Regions from separate parts of the Drosophila melanogaster genome. Here region 2 is linked to region 1. A link is a contact called in public Hi-C data. All regions are on one chromosome and are shown on one strand. Each heading gives the region's core, a stretch centred on a gene start, on an enhancer-like site or on the middle of the called end of the contact. The rest is flanking DNA. Distances are from core to core; before and after follow the strand shown. Region 1 holds the start of IntS6 (Integrator 6). Region 2 holds the start of lncRNA:CR43832 (long non-coding RNA:CR43832).

Region 1 (2,911 bases), core at 165-2,664:
CCGAAGCGGACTCCTCGCAGATCTTCTCGATGTTGTGGGCCTCATCCAGGATCACAATAGTGTTGCCCAGTTCGATTTTGTTGGCCTTGCGAGCCTTGGGATCGAGTAGATAATTGTAGGGCATGAAGGTGATATCCGCCTGGGGAACCAACTCCCGAGACGCGAAGTAGGGACAGATCTTGAGTCGCTGGCCCACCTTGACCAGGTCCTCAATGTCCATGATGGTGGGTCCGCGCAAATCGGGATGATCCTTTCGCGACTCAACGCGCATTTGAAATGAACAGGTCTTGGAGTGCACCCGTAGCTTGCACATGTTGGTCTTGTTGGAGTTGCCCTGCTCCCGCATGACCTCCGGATGAATGCATAGCTGATCGCGGGAGCCCAGAACCACGGATCTCATGTTAGCGTACGCTGTCCTCTTGAGTTCCCGCATCGCCTGCGTCAATTGGGAGTGGGTGCGCGAGGCGTAGATGACCTTGGGCACGCCCCAGTTATTCGCACGACCCATGGTCTTGGCCAGCTCGGACAGGTCTCCCCCAGGTGCTCCGCCTCCAAGACCCGAAAAATCTGCCTTCTCCATCTTAACCATCTGCTTTTGGTGCTCCGATTGCCTGGTGCGGATCCAGGCCAAGGATGAGCACAGCAAGCTTAGGGTCTTGCCCGTGCCGGTTGGCGATTCCAGGACTCCATTCGTGCCATCGCGGAGACAATGGATCACCTTCTCCATGTACGCCCGTTGAACCGGGTACGGCTCGAACGGAAAGTGCACCGGAATGCCGGCGATCAGGCTCTCCGGCATTATTCTTAATAATACTATTTATTTACTTGTTTACGCGCCAAATCGGAGTGAACATGTGTTCGTTGGTCGATAACAATAAATGTCTGTGTAGGTGGTCAGTTATCGCTATCGATAGAGTACAGTGGACCCTGATTAAGTAATTTTATAGCGTTATCTTGAACTCCGAGTCAAATGTTTACAACTTGCATGTCAAACCCTGCGTAGTTTATTTTAAACGTAATAGTAGTACTAATCACCACCCAAAGTGCTGCAATCGTGTTTATGGTACCTTATGGATAATAGTAACTGAAACTTATAAACTTATTAGCATTGGAGGGAATACTGTAGTTGTGATTCTGTTTATTTGGATCAAAGATTAACGATATAACATTTTAAGTGAATGTTATGGATTATACCAAACTAATGAACTAATGGCATTCAAGATTAAATGTGCAGCATACATATAAATCCCCTAACAAGGTAAGTAAATATTTGACATCAATTATTACAAACTCAGTTAATTCAACCACAAATCCATTTATCGTGACCCCTTCGCTCGGCTTTTCCGAATCGCCGCGATACGGCCCCACTGATTTGGCGCTTCTCGGCCACACCAAAAAAACACAGAACGGCATCAAATCATTCGAACTTTGAGAACGGTAGTGTTGTGTTGTTATTGCTCGGCAGCAAAGTAAAATCCGAAGAGAAGCGAGTCGAACAAGAGAAGAAGAAGCGCAGGAGTGGACGACAGCAATGCAACAACAGTGACGAGGCGCCAGTGTGCAAAAGTATGTGTGCGAGTGCGTGTAAGCAACAACTCCCCGATACAAACCTACGAGCGAGAGGGGGACGGCGATAGCGACGGTCGTTCGGTCGGTCGGTCCGACCGCTAGTCGCGTCTGTCGGTCGTTCTCGCCTATGCACCTCGGCGGCAGAGCGAAAGAGAGCGCACTCTGGCTGTGTGTGTGCGTGTGTGTTCTCGCTCTCTCGCGCGGTGGTGATAAATTTCTGTTGGCACAAAGTAAAAATATAACAGAATAAAAAATCGTGGCGCGGCATATAGAAGCTAATCGAAAATTATTGCGAGTATTGGGTGGAGGAGAAACATTCCTCTTCTTGTGAGTGCGTTTTTGTTTTAGTTATTCTTTTTTTTTTTTTTTTTGGCCGGAAACTCTCACTCGAAGATGCTGCCGGTGTAGTTGTGTATGAATGTTGTACCATTTTTTTTTTTTTTGAGATAGAAAATTTAGATCTAAAATATTAACCATGCGATCCTTAGAATCGCACTTTTAAAATATGTCCACACATTTTCAAATTCGAAAGCTTTGGCGGGCTGTCGATGGGCGGGCGCTTGCAACTCTGGCGATAACGATTACCGTGCCGATAACGCGGCTGCACTAATCAGCATTATCACATGCAAATTAAGGTCATCCAAATGAAAAATGACCACCAATCAAAGGCCCTGCACCCCTTTGCCGCCCCCCATTTATGCGAAACAACTAGAAAAAGTGTGTTTATTTCTTCACCGTTTTTCGAGCTCTGACAACCCTGCCGCTGCTGCATAAGTGAATTCCGACAAAGAGCCGTGTCATTTTGTTGGCCAAAACATCGCTGCGCCGAGATTAATTAGACGGAAAAAACTCGATTACTTGAAGTGCTCGGCCCTATATCGTTTTGGTTTAAACGTGTGTGTGAGCTTTGTGGATTGCCATCAAACACAATAGGCCGACTCGTCCCCCGCAGCCACCCGTACCATTCCAACACGTCGGAGCAGGGTTGCCAGATCAACGATAAATCACACACCGCTCGTTTAATACGAATTTTGTGTTGTTTTTACTTAAGACAAAATTTGTGAAACTTAATAGATATATTTTAATTTCCGCTCAACGTTATACCTGTCCGAAGTGGGGGTATCTGGCAACTACACCGAGCCGCGTGTGTGCGAATGTGTGTGTGCATGTCCATGTGCGCGAGTGTGCGTATGTGTTTGCGCTCTTATTCAAATAGAAATTGAATGTTTTGCACTCGAATTCAAGACAATTACGGCTCCTCCGGTAAAAACACATTTAGACTGGCTGACCTAATTTAAGGTGTAAGGATGTGGGTTACGCCTGCGATCGCCGAGTGATCGTT
Region 2 (2,911 bases), core at 201-2,700, 850 kb before region 1:
AATGCTGTCGAATCGGTGGAATAATTTGCTTACCGTGCGCGTCGCACCGCCTGGCAGATGAGCAGATTGGCCCGGGCAAAGTCCCGCTTAACGACACAGGCCTTCGCCGCCTGGCGCAGAACATCGATGATGGTGCTGTCGGGGATTAAGTTTGAAATAAGCCACGCATAACCAGGCTAAACTTAAGGCAGGGAACACAACTCACCGTGGATTCGCATATCCTTTTAAAAATCGCATGGCGAGACCGCTCCACAAATGACTGTTCTTGTACTCATTGCGGGCAAAGTACATGGCCGAAATCTGACTGTAGGTTATGGCCACCAGCTGGTTTGGCACGCTCTTATTGAGCCATTTGTTCAGACCCATCAATTCCGCGTAGGTTTTCTCTGCCTCCTTGAAGTTGCAATGGGCCGATTCGGCATACAAAAGGCTATACGAAGGATATATGTTTGTTTGATTAGTTCTTATCGATGAATGCATAATAAATACTAATCATAAATAGTAGTTCTTAAATTTAATTACAAATTGTTTGATTGATTTGATAATTTGACTTAAGAAATATATAAATTACCGCTGCAGGCAGTCGAGTCGAAACTGCAACCAGTGTTTGTGGGTCGGCAGATCCTTCAGTCTTACATTAAGGCATGCCAGCACGGTAATGCTCTCCTGCATCCATCCAGCCTCCGAGAGGAACGATCCGAGGCGCAGGCCCAGATCTATGACCTGCAGCTCAACGGCGGACAGCTCCTCGAGGCCAGAATCATTGATCGCATCGAGTTCCTCCTGTGTTGCTCTCCGGTGTGGGAGACCTACTATGCTTCCGATATCAGCACTGAATTCGTCATTAAAATCACTGATGCTGTCTGCATTTGTAGATTCGGAATCGTAGGTATACAGTGAACTGAACTCCGTTGAGCGATCCTCAACTGTATCCATACTCGACTCCAGTTCCTCTTCTTCGTGACCGGCCACCACCTCATAGCGCGACACATAGTTCTCGCTGAGTCTTTTGGCCAGCATCTTTTGGCTGGCCATTAGTGAGGCCATTATGCGCAGCAATTGACTGCGAGCAAATGGATAGCGAACGAGTCGAGCGAATACCTCAAGCTGGGCCAGCTCCTCCAGCAGCGTGTCCTTCAAGGACTCCTGCTGTGACATCTGTGGATGTTCAAACAAAGATTGGTAATTAGGTATTTGAGTGAAAGCACCATTGAGCCGTTAAACCAAAATAGGTCACCAACTACAAAACACTTTAGTAAGGGAGTATTTTTTTTTCCATCAATTCATAATCGATAATTTTAGTTCAACTTGCGTTTTCACTACATAAGAAGTAAACCAAGTGAAGAAAAGAAATGTTACATCCAATCAGCGGACAATGGAATTTGCTTAGCCATTATCAGCAAGTTCAATGGCTCTTCAGCCAGCAGCTGCGCCATTTAAGCAAGGTCCATGCATCACTGCATCACTGCAGCCCCCATTCCAGTCTCAGTCCCAATCCCAATCCCATTCCCATTCCCATTTCCAATCCCGATCCCCGAGCGAGGCCCACCATTTGCAAACAGGACAATCAAAGGGCGCTGGACCCATCCGACTGGTTGGTTTATTTATAGAGCGCCGTCCCCCCCGCCCATCAATGTCGCTTCTGTTTATAATTTACACAGTAATTGCCACATATTATGACAATCCATGTATGGAATCGAAACCACAGCACGCTGGCACTGCCCAGCAATGTGCATTCGCAACCACCTGTGGGTCTGGTCTGGCCGGCCTGTCCACTTGGATGGCCTTCGTCCGAATGGAATCCATCCGGAGGTACACATATGGATCGCTAGGCACAGCGACGATGATGGAGTTTATTCCTGGATTACTATGTAATCGCAATATAATAAAATAAATTCCGATAATTGAAGGTTGTCATATACGATATTCGATCAGTCTCTTGATCAGTGAAAATAAACAATGCATATTCAATTGATGATGAACTTTATCAGCAGTCTACCCTTTAGGTTGCTCTATTATTTACATACTCGTACAGATAACGCTTAACGATCGGTTATAGTAAAATCTACAATTAAATCGGTGCCAATCATAATGTGTCAACGAAATCTAAATGCATTTGGGTGGGAGTTGAGTGTTAATCTATATATAACATATACAATATTCGCAGTCTCCGTCTTAGCGAAGGTCTTTTTTTTTTTTGCCATGGGTTAATGGGCGAACTGGTGGTTGGTTGGGGTGTAAACAATTTAAGCGGAAAAGCAAATACAAACAGACAAGTGCCCATACCCCCCCGCCCCCGCCACCCATTCACTCATACTCACTGATAATGGGTATGAGAGAATGGTAATTGCCAGTGGCGAAATACATATGTGTATAGTATGGAGAGTTCAGATAAGAACTAACTGGGCATCGAAGTTTAGGGATCCTCATTCTTGCTTGATTTCAAGAATCTATGTACATTTTTGCATGCGCATAATTTCGGGAATCTAATGTGTGTGTGTGTTTTGAGCAGCTCAAAAATTATAAAATGTTCATAAAGAATTCCGCAAAATAAAAAGATATTACAATAATAAGATCATAGGAAAGTACCATTACCATTTTGTACCATTTTGCGATAATAACTTATAACATGTAAAGTTTGGAAATATAGGAGAGCACTATTAATATTCAGAACCTAGTTAACCCCAAGTATTTACCCTGAGATAATGGCATTGCTCGGATTCTTGGAGGGGAAAAAACGGTGGCTGGCACTTACCATTTCGTAAACATCGATGAGCAAGTTGCGTGGCAGCTCAGCCAGTCGACTGATCCTGTCCAGCGCCGGTATCTTGGTGTTCATACTCCCGATGAGGGCCTGCAGCGACAGGTCGTATAGGGTCTTCGGGGAGTTGGGATTTATTTTGGGGATCAA

The links. Hi-C and Micro-C count contacts between places; a contact is called where the count stands out from the background.
Region 2: a contact with region 1 is called in a Hi-C map of the Kc167 cell line, with 2.6 times the contacts expected there. The contact joins the promoter of lncRNA:CR43832 here to the promoter of IntS6 in region 1. A contact is called at or near these places in 5 of 107 Hi-C or Micro-C datasets (the Kc167 cell line, the S2 cell line and embryo) and 1 of 6 datasets of contacts at active chromatin or transcription factors (the Kc167 cell line).

Annotation. Positions count from the first base shown.
Region 1 is chrX:5,745,757-5,748,667 of dm6, reverse strand. IntS6 (Integrator 6) reads left to right here and starts at 1,414. Exons shown (of 2, transcript NM_132025.3): 1 at 1,414-1,896. It overlaps Rtel1 (Regulator of telomere elongation helicase 1), which reads right to left and starts at 921. Exons shown (of 7, transcript NM_001272333.1): 1 at 1-921. The coding sequence starts at 799.
Region 2 is chrX:6,591,608-6,594,518 of dm6, reverse strand. lncRNA:CR43832 (long non-coding RNA:CR43832) reads left to right here and starts at 1,450. Exons shown (of 2, transcript NR_073634.1): 1 at 1,450-1,594; 2 at 1,662-1,986. It overlaps Pat1 (Protein interacting with APP tail-1), which reads right to left. Exons shown (of 8, transcript NM_132100.5): 2 at 2,756-2,911; 3 at 572-1,158; 4 at 206-430; 5 at 34-135.